3 separate regions of the Mus musculus genome follow, and all the other regions are linked to region 1. The links are chromatin contacts, called in public HiChIP or PLAC-seq maps. All regions are on one chromosome and are shown on one strand. Each heading gives the region's core, a stretch centred on a gene start, on an enhancer-like site or on the middle of the called end of the contact. The rest is flanking DNA. Distances are from core to core; before and after follow the strand shown. Region 1 has its middle 24 kb from the start of Gm23092. Region 2 holds the start of Ereg (epiregulin). Region 3 holds the start of Epgn (epithelial mitogen).

Region 1 (2,984 bases), core at 18-2,517:
TTAAATGTAACATTAAAATTATAGTATTTTGTATATGGAGAGATTTTCACATTTTATTATATATAATAATAATAATAATGGAAGAAAACGCAGTTGTCATATAGTTGTCTAAATATTAAATTCCTGGAGGAAGTCACAAGGCAATAAATTATTACATTTGTTTTAATTAATACTCTGCTCAAATAAAAACTTGTATATAACTAAAAGGCATATAAATAACCATGAAAATCTGTCCAACAGAAAACAATGACAGAAAAAAATGATCACAGAAGTTATATATAAACAATTTCCATTAATTATTGAGGCAAATAACCATAACTAACTGAACAGAAAATTAGGACATTGAGCTATATACAGACATAAACTAAAATAAACACATTCCTTTTTATGTGTCAAATTAGCAAATATGTTTAATTCTTCAGACATTTTATAATCTGAATTTTTGCTAAATATTTATGTATAAAGGTATTTCATAATGCTTTAACCAATCTAAATAGTAAGTAGAATATCCCATGGATAATAGAGCACCCTGGAGTCACGAAGCATCTTAATGGATTTGACCATAAAGAGTCAGTCTTTGGGGTTCAATGTAAATCACAACACATGAAGTTTAAAAGACTACATCTTTCACCTTGAGCTCTGTCTGGTAACCTGGCAGCAGGCACCCTTCCTGAAAGCTGTTTGTCAAGGTCTGACCAGCTTTTCAGGTCCCTATCAGTTTTCCCTGATAAAAGACAGTGCTGCCTGGCCTGGGGCAGAGAGCTGTGTTCCCCCATGTAAGGGATTAAAAAAAAAGCACTTGGGAAATAATTCACTTTTTCATTATTTCTTTAAAGGTGTTTGTGAGGGCATTGACCCCAGTGGGGATTCAGGATTAGTCTGACCAGAATCCGGCTCATTCATTAATCAAACAGAGTATAAGTAATTGCTCCAATCTAATCTAAAAACTATAAGTTTCAGTGGAACCACCCAGGTATAAATGTCACTGATTCATTCTCACGGATTCTTAGTCACACATTTATTGTCTATTTCAGTTAATAAAGTAATGACTAATAAACAAATACACTCATTCTTTGAGAGCAAACACCCCACGCTCCCAATGGTACTCCTTAAGCACTTGCTTCCAGGACCCGAGATGAGAATATTTAAGCATTCTCATTTCCTGTTAAGCGATTTTTTAAATAAAGGTGCAGTAATCTGGGATCCAGACAGCTACTGAGATGAATAGCTATGTATTTAGTAAGTGGAATGACTCTGAAGGATGGTATGAGGCCCCAGGCTGGTCTCTGGCAACTCTCCCATTTGCCCTCTTCTCTTCTGTTCTTACACTGCTTTGAAGCTGTGAAGAACTTTTGGATCACATCACTGGCTATTCTCTTCTTATTTAAGTTTCCTCTGACAGTCACTTTGCCTCTATGTTGCTCTTTTATAAATGACAACTTACAGTAAAATAATATCCTAACCTTCACCCTTATCCAGTTAGCAACTGAGCAATTACAAAATTCTCCATGACAAATTATGTACAGAACTCAAAACATATGCTATAATTTGCTACACTCTTTGACTTTATCTGAATTTTAAAAATGCGGAAGTATTTGTGATTTTTATTGTTCAGATTTTTACACTATTTCATGTACAATGTGATTAACATCTGGGGCAGAATCTTTTTATAAATTGCCCAATGTAATATATTTTAATTTTAGCCAAAATATGTATGTGGTAAGTAAATCATTCCACGGTGTGCCAGCCCATCCAGGCCTTAGATTCCTCCTGTGCAAGATTTAATGATCATCCCATAAGTTTCAAATCCCTGTGTCTCTGTGATTGGCTGTATGACATCAGCAACATGAGACAAATTAAATGCCTACTCCTTCGATAAGTGTGGGGACCATGTTATTTATATGGCCCATTACCTTGACCACACCCATTATAATTATATATTTTCAAATTATTCTTGACTTCTTGTTTTGGGGTTTCTTAGCTGAATAAGATATTATTGATACATATCTCTCACCATGAAAATTTATGGTCCTTGCTAGAATCTAGGAGTTTGGATAAAGACTTAGTAGGCCACAGTCTAAATCAGAGAAATCAATTATTTTTCCAAGAAAAGAAAAACACAAAACAAGACAAGACAAAACAAAACAAAACAAAACAAAAAACAATGCAAGAATTAGGCATCACAGTGCTAGCCATAGTGTCTCTAAACTTCTATGTATACACATCTCTTTTAAATTGTATAACATTGCATTAGCCATGTGACACAAATCCTTACTTCCAGCACTATAGAGGCAGCACTATAGCAGTCTTATCTCTGTGAGTTCAAGCCCATCCTAGTTTACGTAGCAAGTACCAGGACAGCCAGGGCTACATAGCATGACCTTGCCTCAAGCAGAACAAAACAAAAATAATTTCACACTATATTGCAATTTATCTTTCACACTATATTTTGGCAATAAAAAGCTTTCAAACAACTTTCCATGCATGATACAGGCCATGGTTTCTTTCACACTTTTTACTTACTTATTTCATAGGAGAATTTTGATATACTATTTGGTGTGTGTGTGTGTGTGTGTGTGTGTGTACCCAAACTATATTTTGGTAAAGAATTTGGTAAAAAAGAAAAAGAACTTGATAGAATGTTTTAAAACTTGAAATCTAAAGTATTTCAGAAATGTAGACATCTACAAAAGATAGACCTTTGTTCCAATGTAAATATTTACTCCATAGGAAAGTTTATACAACAACATGTTTGAGATCCAACATCATCCACATAAAAAGACCTCAACATCCATTCAAGATTAAAATAAAGGTCACAAGAAACCATTCATTTCTTCTACTATAACCATGAGAATGAGCCAAAATGCCTACAGAACCATGTTTTTGTTTTGTTTTGTTTTTTTATAATTTTTTATTACGTATTTTCCTCAATTACATTTCCAATGTTATCCCAAAAGGCGCTCACCCCCCCCCCCACTCTCCTA
Region 2 (3,428 bases), core at 234-2,733, 170 kb after region 1:
CATTAGCATATCCACTGAGATGCACAGAATAGACAGTTGCATTGTCTGGATACACCTTGTAAGTGGAAAAACAAAGTCACTCCACCACTGTGACCTTTAGGTTCATGCCTAACTTGAGGAAGACTGTCACCGATTGGAGTTTATCCTTTTCAGAGACCTTAAACTAAACACAGTGAAGCCACGTTGCTTAAAATTGCTCTTCTAGCAAGGCATTCTTAGCTCATTTTTGACAGAAACCACAGATCCAGTTTCCACTTGGGTTCTTGCCCTTAAACGTGTAATCTCTAAGTATGCATAGTATGTACTTCATTAGGGTTCCCAACCCCTGTAAGGCGTGTCAAAATAATAATTTAACTGTCGCATCCTGCACAGGAAGCGTCTCAGGGAAATTTGTCTCATTGCAAGTTCAAGAAGAATGTGGGATTGATAACTTTTATTTCCTTATTAAAACGTTCATCTATTGGGAAAGTTTATATATAACTCTTAAATCATCTGGCACTTAAGAAATTAGGGACAATTGGTTAAACAAAATAAAGCAGAGAGAGAGAGAGAGAGAGAGAGAGAGAGAGAGAGAGAGAGAGAGAGAGAGAGAGAGAGAGAGAGAGAGAGAGAAACTTTGCAAATAATGGGATTCCCACATTTGTGCCCCTGCCCACAGAGCTAACTCATTTCAAACAAGAAAACTACCCATAAAACAAACAAAAACCTCTCTAAACTACCCATCTTTAAGCCTGGGAGGCAGGGGCTGCTGGGGAAAGCAGCAGGTGAGAAGTCTGTTGGCAGTTGCTTCCTGGACCTGACCAGGTAGCCTTGGCCCCAGCAGCCCTGCTGGAGCAGGCACATCCCAGAGCCCCCTGGTTGTAAACTGGTCCTTTGCACAAAGGTCTCTAGCAGGCTGAAGCAATCTCTTCCTGCACCACCCTAAGAAAGTAAATCATTATCTATCAGAGATACTGTCCATACCTTTGGGGTTCTAGAACTGCTCAATTTTCAAAAGAAAGTGGGGGCGGGGAGGGGGGGAGAAAACCTTTAAAACTTTTAAAAAGTTTTTTTCAGTAAAATTGATATTAATTCATGCATAACATAAACTAGTCATGAATTTATCGACAAAAAGCAACGTCAACCGACCAAGTCGCACCATCCCGCACTTCCCCAGCCCCGCCAGTGAGAAAGACAGACTCACAGAAGACATCCTCTTAGACTGAGCGCACTTTAACAACTCCATACTTGTCCTATGACAAATGCACCGCGCCTTCCTCCCCCTCTTCTCCTCTTGGGGGCGTCGAGGGCTTACCTAGACAAAGCAGCGTCAAGACCCAAGAGGCAGGGAGCGTCTCCATCCTTCTTTCTCGGTGCAGCTTGCGGAGTGCGCGGCGGCCAGCGGGAGCAAGGTGCCTGTGGCTGAGTTGGAACCGAGCTGATCCAGGTACCAGAGCCCACCAAGTCGCTGTGACTCTGAGCAGCCAGGCAAGTGAGCTGAGCTACTCGGCGCAGCGCAGCGACCTTTATAAGTCTGGGGAGGTGCCTAGGCACGCGAGGACTTACTAGCGGGTTGTCCAGGGTTTCCTAATGCCACCCCCCGGGGGGAGGAGTGGTGGCCAGCGGAGGACTGGCCAGATGTCATCCTCCCTCTCAGGAACACCTGAGAGGAGGGTTTCAGGAATGAATGTCCTTCTAGTGTGGCTACTCCCCAAACTTTTCCATCCTCCTTGTCTTCGGACTCAAGCCCCGAGGAGGTGGGGAGCTTGGACCAGATGGGTTGGTTTGCTCTATGGGGTCATCTGCCGGGTAGTGGGTGGCTTTAGTTGCTGTGGGTGACTGTTGTAGTCAGGGCTGTGTTTCCAGCGCATACTTTTGGAGAGTTGAGTTGCCAACTCAGGCCGGAATAACTCCCTGTTTGGGAACATACTTGAAGCATGTCACTGGCTCCAGAGCTCTCTGCTCCTATTCAAATGCCCGGAAATGCCTTTCACCCTCACGCCTTCCTTCTCAGCCCCTCAGCTTCCAATGTGATTCAGACATTTATCACCTCAAAGTCTAGTAATTATGAAGAAAGCCCTATATTGTTTGTCCGTTCTGTCCTATTTGCTATCTATTGGCAAATTTTTTGAGTTAACAACTCCAAACACTGCCTTAATCCAGCACTCCTTGCTACAACAACTTTCCAGTTCTCTGTGCCTGTCTCAAATGCAAACTTGAATCGGTCCTTATCTGAGCTCGCACTAGTTTGTCAGACAAATTGGCTCACCACCTCACCATTTCTGCTTCTTCGCAGTTTCCTCCCATTGCTGATGGAGTCATACTTGGGGGAAAGGCTGCCTTTTATGAGGAACTAGGCGAATTAGTCTATTTAGCGTGGCTCTCGAGGCCCGGGATGTGTGAGTTCACAGGGATCTTGTCTGGTTTGAGATACCTTTTCCCTTGATTCATAGAATCTAGATTAGGCCCTGCGCTTCTGGTTAAATGACTGTGTATGCTTTGGTTTTTATTTATAAGTCTGGTTTTCATATCTCTACAGACATAGGGGTTTTTCCTCCCTCTGGGTTTTAGTTACATTCCTCTGGAGAGATTAGGAATAGTCAATTTAACACACAAAGAGATTGGGATGGAAAATGGAATCTGAATGATTTTTGCCTAGTACATTTGTTGATTTTCTAGCTCAAAATTAGAAAATGGATTGTTTATAAATTCTTTTTTTCCTGTTATTTTCTCTCCCTTAAGTCAAGGTCTTTGAGTGTCCGCACATTTTGTTGTTGGAAAGCAATACTGCATTCTTTTCGTGGTGAAGACTTAAACATTTGAATGGAAATCCTTGAAAAGCCTGCTCAGTCTTTCTACCCCGGCTCATGATGAAGGAGGCTTAAGACTAGTTAACTATTGGAGAAGATAAGGGGCGTGTTAAGCACAGTGCCTAGAAGGTCAGTGCTCCCTGAAAGTTCCCACTCTTACCTGCAAATGCCCACTCCTAAGGGGTACTTGGTAGTTAATCAATATTTACAAGTCCAGGGAAATCCAGGAACAATAGATTACAGGTAGGCAAGCTTTCTCTGTTGACTCCAATTTGTTGAAAGGGCAGATGGTAAGGAGCTTCACAGTGATTTTTTACGTGTGTGTGTGTGTGTGTGTGTGTGTGTGTCTGTCTGTCTGTCTGTCTGTCTGTGTATCAATGGCTAGAGCTGAGTAATATAACATTGGTAATGGGTTGTAGCTTTGTGGGTCACTTATAGGAGTCATACATTTGGTAAACCAGAATAAGGAAAAAGAGATTTGGTTACAAATTAGAGCTGAAAATAAAAATAGCTCAAGTGCCTGAGGAATAAAAGCAAAAGAGTGGGTCATCAGCTGGAGTCATCAGCCTCCAGCCTCCACGGTGACTTGTGCTACCTGCACAAGTACCCTTGCAATAAGTGAAAGAGAGGAGAGGGGAC
Region 3 (3,085 bases), core at 259-2,758, 210 kb after region 1:
ATGACAGCAAGCCACGAGAAAAGACCTTCCCGAAGATGGAGAAAAGCACCGCTTCTTGTCATTTCTGTGGCTACCAAGCTTCCTGCTCCAGATCAAAATACAATGTCTCTCCTCCAGAATGTCAAAGCATATTCAACTATACCCAGTATAAAAGGGTCATTGGAAGTCAAGCAGAATCCCAGCAGAACCCATGGCAGGGCTCACATTTAGAAGAGTAGTGGAAGATAGGCAGGTTTTCTCATCCCTGCTTCACTTCTTTCTCTTAAGAAAGAAAGAAAGAAAGAAAGAAAGAAAGAAAGAAAGAAAGAAAGAAAGAAAGAAAGAAAGAAAGAAAGAAAGAAAGGAAGGAAGGAAGGAAGGAAGGAAGGAAGGGAGAGAGAGAGAGAGAGAAAGAAAGAAAGAAAGAAAGAAAGAAAGAAAGAAAGAAAGAAAGAAAGAAAGAAAGAAAGAAAGAAAGAAAGAAAGGCAGTGTTTGGCAGGCACACCTACCTATCACTTCAGTTTAGCATCATCATCTCTCTGAAATAGCTGATTATCTAAAAAATTTTAGTTAAAAATTTTCAAATGTTCTCCATCAAACGCAACGTTCTGTCAAAAGTTTTAAAGAAGTCCCTTGAAATAAAGGGGGAAGAAGATACCTTCGGTGTTGTTAAATGTCCAGTTGCTCTGCTGTGCTGTGCTAGGAGGGATCACCTCTGCTTCTTCGCTCAGTGCTGCCTTCATTGCTGTGGTAGAGGAGGAAGAACATCTGTCACACGTGAGCTTCGTTTGTCTATGAATGACAGACCCAAAGTGGCTCTTATCCTGGGGTTCCCATCTTCTGTTCTGGTTCTAACTCATTGTTTCCACTGAGATCCAGAACCTGACAAGGGCAGTTCCAGAGTACTTTTTAGCTGTCCCCTTGACAAGAGTACAATTATGGAACAAGGAAATACACTCATTCTCAGGAGAAAGTTCATGTATTTACATAACTCATTTAATCACCACGCACAGCTTACTGTAGGGCAGTAGCTGTTATCAAGTGTGCTTCAATTATGAAAAGTAAACACTTCAGGCTTCTTTGAGAGAGAGAAAAGAGAGAGAGGGAGGGAGGGAGGGAGAGAGAGGGAGAGGGAGGGAGAGAGAGGGAGAGGGAGAGAGAGAGAGGGAGGGAGAGGGAGGGAGAGGGAGAGAGAGGGAGAGGGAGAGGGAGAGGGAGAGGGAGAGGGAGAGGGAGAGGGAGAGGGAGAGGGAGAGGGAGAGGGAGAGGGAGAGGGAGAGGGAGAGGGAGAGGGAGAGGGAGAGGGAGAGGGAGAGGGAGAGGGAGAGGGAGAGGGAGAGAGAGACATGTATTCTCTAAAAACATAATTAATCCACACGTTCCTTGTTTTGATCATTGCCGGGGAACAACTCTGAATCCAGAGAACTAAATCTTCCCATTGTAAGGTGGGACAAAGGTAACAAAAATGGAATTACGCACCTTTGAACAAGAGGCAGACTGCTATCAGAACCCCCAGAGCCATATTCTGAAGCTGCTCAAGTTCTTTCTCTGGTCCTCCTAGACGGAAGGGTGGAGGGTTTTTATTGCACTCTCTGAGTCTTTCTTCCATTTATATTTCACGAAGCGTCATCTGGCTGTTCTTACCAATCCAAAAACTATGTGCTCCTGGCAGCAGCATGAAGCCTGCGGGCACTCGCACACTTGTTTAGGATACCTAGGTTATCTAGAGATGTGATCAAGTTCTCTCTTGAAACACAGGTTTCCTGTCACCTGTGGGCATAATTGTCCATGTCAACGTTCTTAAAATTAAAAAATGAATGCAAATGTGGAAAATTCCCTGCTGCTGTGAACTGAACCACAGCTTTTCTAGTAGACTATGAAGGATCACAGCCAAGATCCCTGCAGAACAGCAGACAAGATAATCTGGTAGGGTCTGTGAAAGTCTCTGATGCTGCCCCGCTTACCTTCCATTATGGCCACTGAAAAAGGTCCTAAGCATATTTTAAAAATACTTTGTTCATATGGTTATAAATAAGAACACAATTTTGGTTTAAAAAAACATGTTTCTTATTTCATTTTTATTTTTGTTAATTAGTTGGATGTGTGATAAAGTTTATTAATTAAATAAAATTACTTCTAATACTATAACATTAACCTTTATGTCATTCTGGCATTTAATGCCTTATAAAGAAATCAGATGAACTGCTAAGCTCTAGGATCAACAGTGCTTAAGTCTGTCCTCATGGTAGGCTGCAGAGAATCAATATATTAATAATATTGAACCTATGTATGGTGGTAATAGCCATTACAAATTTTTCATTGAGGTAGCCTCTAGTTTGGCTAAATCTAATGAGCAGCTAGTCTTAATTGCATACAAACTCAAGGTTTTATTTTTACTGTTGGCCCAGTAATGATTAAAATGAGATTACAAAAGCCCAAATATGTAATTATGCCTATGCCTTTTTGTTTAAACTGTAGGGGTTACTTGTAAATTTTAACTGCCCTAAATAACTTTGAATATGAATATAGTTTGCTGAAGTGGTATGCCTTTCTACCTGGAGTTTTATCTGCTTATATTTTCTGAACCTTGAAAACTTGTTCAAAATTGGTTACCGTGTGAATCATGTCCACCAAGCAAATTAGATTTATCAGAAAAGATCCCTTTCCGTATTTAAATAAGAATTTGGCTTTAGAAATTACACAAGCATGAGCTTGCTGCACTCATTACAGCTTGGGCAATCACTTACCACAAGAGTCATCACTTCAAAGCTAAAGGAATATGTACCACTTGCCTTTCTTGTGTCTGCACACTGTAGCTCTAGTTTTATGATCTTAAAGTACTATTTAGTACATCAATTTCTGGGCATTATTTTTCACAAGAAAATAATAGTTGAATTATAAGTTAAAGAATTGTCTTAGCACCTTGTGGATAATTTCATTCGTAATCAACTAAGGATTAAAATACTATCACAAGTCTTTTGACATTTCTGGAATCTATCTATCTATCTATCTATCTATCTATCTATCTATCTATCTATCTATCTATCTATCTACCTACCTATCATCTACTTATCTACCTATCTATTTATCATCTATCTCTATCTA

What was found. HiChIP or PLAC-seq counts read pairs in DNA pulled down with a chosen protein or histone mark.
Region 2: a CTCF HiChIP or PLAC-seq map of the NIH/3T3 cell line shows a contact between it and region 1, with 17 read pairs. The contact joins the promoter of Ereg here to the enhancer-like site in region 1. A contact is called at or near these places in 11 of 39 promoter capture datasets (the 3T3-L1 cell line, 3T3-L1-derived adipocytes, the HPC-7 cell line and 6 more), 1 of 15 datasets of contacts at CTCF or cohesin (the NIH/3T3 cell line) and 2 of 9 other capture datasets (adipose tissue and pancreatic islet).
Region 3: a contact with region 1 is called in an HNF4G HiChIP or PLAC-seq map of pancreatic cancer cells. The contact joins the promoter of Epgn here to the enhancer-like site in region 1. A contact is called at or near these places in 7 of 39 promoter capture datasets (the 3T3-L1 cell line, 3T3-L1-derived adipocytes, cranial neural crest and 3 more), 2 of 115 datasets of contacts at active chromatin or transcription factors (intestinal villus epithelium and pancreatic cancer cells) and 1 of 9 other capture datasets (adipose tissue).

The regions. Positions count from the first base shown.
Region 1 is chr5:91,240,059-91,243,042 of GRCm38.p6, reverse strand. No RefSeq gene overlaps it. Among named protein-coding and RNA genes, the nearest start is that of Gm23092, 24 kb to the right of the region's middle. Within about 2 kb of position 1,267, at least 38 of the 459 cell types and tissues checked have an H3K27ac peak or open chromatin away from gene starts, as enhancers often do. A contact at or near this core is called in the NIH/3T3 cell line and pancreatic cancer cells, where this site is marked.
Region 2 is chr5:91,072,672-91,076,099 of GRCm38.p6, reverse strand. It overlaps Ereg (epiregulin), which reads right to left and starts at 1,483. Exons shown (of 5, transcript NM_007950.2): 1 at 1,295-1,483. The coding sequence starts at 1,340. Gm19610 (a long non-coding RNA gene) reads left to right here and starts at 1,165. Exons shown (of 3, transcript XR_001784889.2): 1 at 1,165-1,426; 2 at 2,722-2,918.
Region 3 is chr5:91,025,940-91,029,024 of GRCm38.p6, reverse strand. It overlaps Epgn (epithelial mitogen), which reads right to left and starts at 1,508. Exons shown (of 5, transcript NM_053087.2): 1 at 1,460-1,508; 2 at 639-725. The coding sequence starts at 1,502.